Linked DNA regions of Mus musculus: region 1 is linked to region 2. A link is a contact called in public HiChIP or PLAC-seq data. All regions are on one chromosome and are shown on one strand. The core of a region is the stretch at or near the end of the contact, and the rest is flanking DNA. Distances in the headings are between cores, read along the strand shown.

Evidence for each region. HiChIP or PLAC-seq counts read pairs in DNA pulled down with a chosen protein or histone mark.
Region 1: a contact with region 2 is called in an H3K4me3 HiChIP or PLAC-seq map of embryonic stem cells, with 34 read pairs. The contact joins the promoter of Klhl5 here to the promoter of Fam114a1 in region 2. A contact is called at or near these places in 7 of 39 promoter capture datasets (embryonic stem cells, liver, macrophages and 1 more), 3 of 115 datasets of contacts at active chromatin or transcription factors (bone marrow-derived macrophages and embryonic stem cells) and 4 of 9 other capture datasets (adipose tissue, embryonic stem cells, liver and 1 more).

What each region holds. Positions count from the first base shown.
Region 1 is chr5:65,129,177-65,133,041 of GRCm38.p6, reverse strand. It overlaps Klhl5 (kelch-like 5), which reads right to left and starts at 1,811. Exons shown (of 11, transcript NM_175174.4): 1 at 1,266-1,811. The coding sequence starts at 1,645. LOC115490189 (a long non-coding RNA gene) reads right to left here and starts at 1,259. Exons shown (of 2, transcript XR_003955931.1): 1 at 72-1,259.
Region 2 is chr5:64,967,631-64,971,563 of GRCm38.p6, reverse strand. Fam114a1 (family with sequence similarity 114, member A1) reads right to left here and starts at 1,489. Exons shown (of 14, transcript NM_026667.3): 1 at 1,420-1,489. Mir574 (microRNA 574) reads right to left here and starts at 1,246; the gene lies at 1,169-1,246. It also overlaps a transcript of Tlr6 not described here.

The DNA.
Region 1 (3,865 bases), core at 562-3,061, 160 kb before region 2:
CTCCTTTTCCCTTACAATAAAGGCAAGTCATGAAGTAATAACATTTTTTTTAAATTAAATATGCTATTTACCTAAGTAAAGATTCTCCCCTCTCTCAGTTATACAGGCTACAGATGACAGTCTATGTTTCTATCCTCCCACAGGTCAGAATTCCATGTTCTGAAGGTTAGAGGAAGAGAAAGGGCGAGGATTTCCAAGCATGAGACACTTGAATCTATGAGTCCATTCGACCCGAATTCTTCAGGATGCCTACCTACACTTACAATAGCCAACCTAGAGATTATAATAATCAAAACCTGCAAACTAATTTCAAAGAGCAAAAAGTAATTGAATGTCAAATGAGTAGGTGTTTGTGTCTTTAAGTATTTAGAAATATTCTACAATGAAGATGTATCAGAAAGTCGACTTTAACTTGTTACACAGCATGGAAAGCGGACCAAGAAAATCCATCCTAAAGATAAGAAGGTGCCAGGAAGGAGGAACAAAATCATCATGAAATTATCAATTCTTTGCTTTATTGCATTCCTTCCAACTCATTTTCCTTATCATCTTTTTGACTGGCTGACCACATCTAGCACTCCCGACACCATGTTCTCTTAAACTTTACTAAAAGATTATCTTTCTTTTCCTTAAACAGCGTGAATTTCAGTGGAAAGTGGGGGTAACAGGAATCGGTGGTGCTATCCTTGAGAGAGACACATACATTACTTAGTATTCTCTGTCTTAGTCTGCAGAGCTGCAACATCCACAGGACAAAGACATAACCACAGAAAAACAGTATTGACAACTAAAATGGTGTCAAAAATTGGGAACTACAGTGTATCTCTTTTTATAGAACCTTTCATTTTTATCAAATTAAAACGACTCCACAATCTATTATAACCCAAAATACCACAAGGATTTATACTGTAGAAATGTCTCATAGTTTTAGTGTAAATACAGAAGCCGGATGAATACAGCCAGGCAACACCGTATAAAACTGCTGCTACATACTATTTTCAAGGCAGTGTCAGATCTATACATGAAATGCAAGGTATTTCAAAATGAAAGCTATTTGGTGCCTTTAAATTTCACAGAATTAACGAGACATTTCCCAAATCCTAGCAAACCTACGTATCCATACCAAGATGCCATTCATGTAGGCAGTTCACGGGAAGCAGATGTACGGACAACCACAGAGATAAGCTAGTAAATAGTCAGTTATTCTCCACTAGCATAGAGCACACACCCCGCACCCCGTCTCTGACAGTAAGAGAATAATCAACCTGCTCGAGCTGGAATCAGATTCATTTTCCTCTTCACTAGTGCCATCGTCCACTTCTGGTCTCTCCAGCCAGTGTGCACCAGCACAGCCTTCTGCTGTAAACTCAAATGCAGGGACATCTGAGGTGGATGCCATTGGCCAAGAAGGTGAATTCTGGAAATCCAGTTGGCTGGACCTTCGGTAACCAATGGAAGCCAAAGGCAATTGTAGGTTACACGGATCTAAAAACTTTCTCCCACCGTTTGCTCCGGTCTGTCCTCGGTTCCAAAATTCTCCCTGCTGGCTGTCAACGGAAGAGTTAGACGATGCTTGATGGCCAAACCACCTCCACCTGATTTTCAAAATCTGTTTCACGTCAAACTCTTTGCGAGAACCAGACATCCTCAGAGAAACCGAGTGATCGTCTAGGCAACGGGCAAAAAACACGGCGCACAGATTTGTGTATCCAACCAAGACAAGAGAAGTATATTCCCTGCTGTACCCAAAAAATAGCTTTAAAAGAAAACAAATCGTTCAAATATATATCTCCATTTACTTTCATCCCAATATATCAGACTATGAAGAACAAAGGGTAATGAATAAAGATGAACGCGGTGGAACACTCCGCTCGATCGGAGCAAACTCTGATCCACCTATCCTGAAGCAGCCCCAGCACTTTCCCTGCTCCCCTTCCCATCCAGACCCTGGACTCGCACAAACACTGACAGCATTCATTAAAGTCCTTTCAAATGCAGAACACCACCCCCTTCTCTGAACCACAAATGACAGAGACTGAGAGCACTATCCCCGCTGCAGAATCAAATCGCAGCCTTTATTGCTCGGTGCATTAACTCTTTTATGGCTGAAACAAGAGCCGTTAACGCAGAGCATTTTCCTTTGTACTTAAAAACCACTTTTCCACCAGCAGTGGTTCCTGCTTTTAAACCAAGTTCTTAGGTGAGTTCTTAGTTCATATCACAGAACACATTTTCTAAAAAGCATTTTAAATGAGATTTGAGGATTCTTGAGCTGTGTTGGGTGGGGATGAGGAGGAGGGTCTAAGCTGGGGCTCTGGACTGGTGGCCACTATCCTCCTGTCTCCTCCCTCTCCTCCCAGGATGCACAGTGACATCCTTGGTTAAGAGTTCATTTGAACAAGGGATAATGAGAAAAACTAGACGAAAAAGTTTGAAAACTACAATGGACCAAAATATGTCAGTACTAACTCTTTAAAAGGGATACCCTGACACCAATATCACTCACTCTAATTCAAACAGGGCTGCTTCCTCCAGTTTGACACCTAGATTTCCTATTGGAGAGGGATGGTGGGGCTCAAGGCTTAAGATTCCTTAGCTGCAGAGAGCACTGGACTGTGGCCTCTGTGGCCAACAAGACAGAGCAGTGCTGTGGACATGCTCACTGCAAATTGATAAGGAGAAAAAAATTAAAATTTAAAATACTAAAGAGTTACTTTGAGTATTCTAGTAGGCGTGGTGGAAGACAGGAATATACACATACTGATGTCTAACCTCCAGAATGAATAAATACAGTCACTGAAGTGAATAAAAGCACTGATTAGTCAAAATATAAAATATTATAATAGTGTAATATTAAGAATTTGTGATTTTAAAGTGCAGAACAGAATTTAGATGTTCAGTACTGAACCCCCTGTCAAATAATTTCACATAAAGCTGTTTTGACATTGGCTGAAAAGTCTGTTTTGGAGACTTTTGGCACAAAAATACCATGAGGCCTGTAGCTTAACCTCATGTGGCCCCTAGAACTAAAAACTGTTCAGAAAAAACAGAATAAGAAGCATGAAAAGCCGCGCAGAGCTCTGTACTGGCACTGTGGGGGACCTCCAATCAGCTCCCTTAGCGCCTGGGTAGGAATGGAACACTGACAAGGAGGGGTTCCGTCAGCTAGCCATACCTGCTTAACTTTAAGAACAGGAGAAAGTTAGGTGAAGGAAGGAGACAAAACGTCCTGAGCACAAAGTCAAGGTGACACCAAGTAGGGTGCCTGGGAGATCGACGCTTTGGAGCTTTAGTGTGGTGGGAGCATGCAAGCGGTGAAGTGACACCCTTGGGTCTGCTCTCACCTATGTCAGACAACTATTACATCACTGAGTCCATATGATGTCATGCCCTCTTCTACAAGGCTGTTTGAGTTCCAGTCCCCCTGGCTGTCAACCCTACTCCTCTCTCAAGGTTATACTTACAAACAACTCCTCCATTTCTCTGCGCTTGTGGTTCCTGATGCGGGCAGCAAATCTCCTTCCTGACAAAAGTTTCTGCACACTGGAGATGTAGCTGTCAGCATCTGGGATGACCAGAGAGTGCTGTAAGCCTTGAGAGGACAGGTGCCAAAGATGACATCTTGGCAAAGCACAGTATACACTGCCACAGTGGGAAATGTCACAGCAGTGGTGCATACGGACTTTACCTTCAATTCATTCAAAAAGACCCTGCCAACTACTTCTACACAAAGGACGCAAAGATTCAAAAAGACCCTGCCAACTACTTCTACACAAAGGACGCAAAGGAGAGATCACGGACATCTTAGAGCTCTCAGAGATGTTTTTAAACTTATATGCTGACAAAGGAAAGGATCATGAACTGT
Region 2 (3,933 bases), core at 240-2,739:
CCCAGCATCTTAGTGTCATCCTTAACTTTGAAGTTGATCTTTGTCTACTCCATATCCTCCTAAAAATTTAACTGCTCCTGTTTCTCTTCTTCTGAGACTTCCACAGACTTCTCTAATGCCTTTGGAAGACTCGTCTATGTCACCCTTCAAGCCTGTGAACCACGAGCCCTTGCTTCGTTCTGACCCACAAATATTTACTCAACTGATATATACTGTGTTTGATATTGATTTGAACGAAAAACGATGTCTCACATAAGCCTGCTCTGATGAAAGAAATAACTACTTACACTTCTGAATCCCCAAGATTCAGGAAGCCCCCCACCCCCTAACACCCCGCCCCCCACCCCCCACCCCCCGTCCCCAAATTCCTTCTACACTGGCTAACTTGTGCTTCAAATCCCACCCTTGGAGTTTCATTCCATCGCTGGCAGCTTTCAATGTAAGAAGTTTAATCAGAACATTTCAGGATTGATAGAGGAAATGGAGGAGAGAGTCTAGGATATGGGCTGGGGAGGAAAGAACTCTAGGAAGCCAGGTGAGCTAAGAGAGGCTTCTCGGAATGACCTTGTTTCTCTTGTTCTGGTGTCCCAGGGAGGAGTTCAAGGACTGCTGATTTAAAAAGCCATCAGCTTCTATCAAGAGGTTCAGGGGTGGACACTGATGGTATGGCCCAGAGAGTGCTCCCATAGTCTGCCGAAAGTCCTCCTTCTTTAAGAAAAGCCAGTGAAATCCAAGTGGGGACTGACTGACAGCTGGGAAATACTCACCAGATTCCTCGGAGAAGACAAGCTGGCTGGGTAAAGGGGCTGCCTTTGGGGTGGGGAAGAGGGGGCCCAAGAGGGTCCTGGGAATGCAAACGGTGCTAGCTTAAGGTGTTTCAGGGGGGCAGGAGCGCAGGCATGCTGGGTGTGGGGCATGCCAGGGAAAGATGATGGATCAGGATGGAGGTCAAGGCCTGTGCTCGGTTTTCCCAGGGGGAGGACAAGCTCACCCTAGGAATGGAGGTCTTTGACTAGCAAGAACTGGATCCCTCAGAGCGTCGCGCTGGGAGGACCCTACAGCCCACCCCAGACTTGGGACACTTGGGGAAACTTTCCAGACTGGCTTGTGCCTAGCCTCTGGCAGCGGACTCCACGGAGCTCCAGGCCGGACGAGGGTGCAGACCGGGCGTGCGGGCGTGTGGGTGTGTGCATGAGCGTGGACTTGGAGCGACACACACTCACACACACACACTCACACGCCCGCACCCACGCAGGGCCCTCGGCCGCGTCTCCCCCGACCTTCGTGCCCAAGCAAGTTGCTTTCTCGGGACGGTTCCCCGCCGGTGATTTCTCACACCCTACAGCGGACAAGGGTCGCGGCGCGCTGGTCCCCTCCCGCCCGGGAAGGGGATGGGGAGAGGGCGCCCCGGGCTCTTACCGCTTGGCCGGCCGAGTGCGCGCGGGAGTCCCGGGTCCCGCCCCGCCACGTCGGCAGGACCGGCGGGGACGCGGCCGCAGGGGAGGGACCGGCCAAGCTGCCCCGCCCCGGGCCGCCCTCCTCTGCCTCTGCCCGGCCCCACTGCACCCTGACCTGCTGCGAACTCCGAACTCCGCCGTCCCAGATCGGTGGTCGGGGCAGAGCGCGGGGTCCCCTGCCTTCCATTACGAAGCACTGGGGAAGCCCTGCAGGTTGTAAGGAGTCCCCTAGCCTCACCGTGGGATTTCCCGGTTCTAAATTAGGTGGAATTCTCTGACCACGTCAGCGATGGGAGTGGGATGTGATTAGAAACAAAAGTAAAAAGACTCAAAGGAGCCATGCTTTCTAGAAGGCCAGCTTGGAAATGTGGATCAAAGCCCAAATTCATTCTCTTTGGCCTGGGCATTGCACATCTGCGTTTGGCGTGGAAAATGTATTTGTCCAAAGCAAACAAAATCTCCCCTCCCCTCCCCTCCCCTCCCTGATGGCAGCAGGGGGTAGGGTAGGGTGGGGCGGAATGGGATGGGGTTTGCACCACGTAGTTTCTCCGTGTCGCCCTGGCTGTCCTAGATCTCACTCTGTAGACCAGGCTGGCCTTGTACTCAGACCTCTGCCAGCCTCTGCCTAGGATTAAAGGTATGCGTCTCCAAGGTTTGACTGGTCACCATTTCTCATGCGCGCCCCCTTTCTGGTTTTCTCTTTGTAAGCTGCTCTCTCTTTTTAGGCAGCTTCCGTTTGTGTGTGTTTCTTTCCTTTGAGGAGTTGCTTGTGCATTTCTGTGCAGTTGCAAACAATAAACACCTGTTAGAATAGAACTTTGTGTGCTTGGGGGGACTTTTCACCACCCTGGAGTTCTTAATTTTAAGTAGTCAGTTGTTGGTGTAACTTATATGCTTGAGCCAGGGAGTGGCACTATTAGGAGGTGTGGCCTTGTTGTAGTGGGAGTGGCCTTGGAGTAGGTGTGTCACTGTGGGCATGGACTTAAGACCCTCATCCTATGGACTGCCTGAAAGGCACTGCTCTGCTAGCAGCTTTCAGATGAAGACTTAGAACTCTCAGCTCCTCCTGCACCATGCCTGCCTGGATGCTGCCATGCTCTCGCCTTGATGATGATGGACTGAACCTCTGAACCTATAAGCCAGTTCCAATTAAATGTTGTCCTTATAAGAGTTGACACGGTCATGGTGTCTGCTCACAGCAGTGAAACCCTAAGACAGTTGACTTCTGCTAGTTTGTTGCTCTTTTCTTTTTTCTTTTTAGGAAGATGAGAAAAAATGTTCAGAGTGGGAGGGGCTCTGAGTGGGGCCATTCAAGACTGATAGTTTTGGATCTCTAAGCTAGTTCAGGTATTTGCATTTGCTTCCATTACTTCGTTTATTTGTTTCCCTCTGATAGTGAGACCACTCAACGGGGCTGTAAGTCGTGCCTGGTCCACCCTGTTATCAGTACTGAGTGTTCTGAGCCCTTAGACCCTGGTTCTCACTGGTTGCTGACAGGCTGGTTGCTTACTATTGTATGTCGCTTCTAAAGCTTCTGAAGAGCACCTTGGCGCGTGTGACAGCAAATTTTATTTTATTTTAAATCATATAATGAGACAGTTTTAAAATCCCTTTCTACTGAAAAGCCATTAATTTTCTAGTCTGATTTTCACAAAAGTATGCCAACTTCTTTTTTAAAATTTTGTGAGAATATGTCATTCCTTTGAATTTTAGAACATTCAAATAATGTGTGATATGGTATAGCCTACAGTTTTTTCCTAATTTTTTATGTCCATCAGTGAATTTGAACACATTAATATTATGTATTCAGTCTGAACTGAAGAAAGAATTCCTTTACCCAAAAATTAGATTATGAATTCAAAATTTAAAACAATGACCTCATTTTTATTCCTTTAATATCACCATCACAATCATCACTATCACCATTATTATCACCATCATCATCATTTTGTCAGGACTAGGGGGTAAACACATATATATATATATATATATATATATATATATATATATATGACATAAGCTACATTCCTAACCCTTTTTAATTTTTTCATCTTATTTTGAGACAGGGTCTTGCCAGGTTGTCCAGGTTGTTCTTGAACGGGTTATTAGCTCAGGCAGGTCTTGAACTTGTTACTAGGATTACAGGGGTGTGCCATTCAATCACTACCACTTTTAAGTGCCTGGATTCTACTGTGGTTCCTTTCCACTCACACACACACACACACACACACACACACACACACACACACACACACAAATAGCAAGAAGACTGAAGTAGAAGAATTGCACGTTTGAGACCAGTCGGGACCATACAGCAAACGAGGCCAGCATGAACTGCATAGCGACACCTCATATCAAAAATTAAAAAAAAAAAAATTAAGGCAAGATTATGGCAATTTTTTCCTCACTGGTAAACGTTGTTTACTGGTAACCATTGTTCTTGGCCAACATGGGTCAGTCAAAGCATTCTACTACA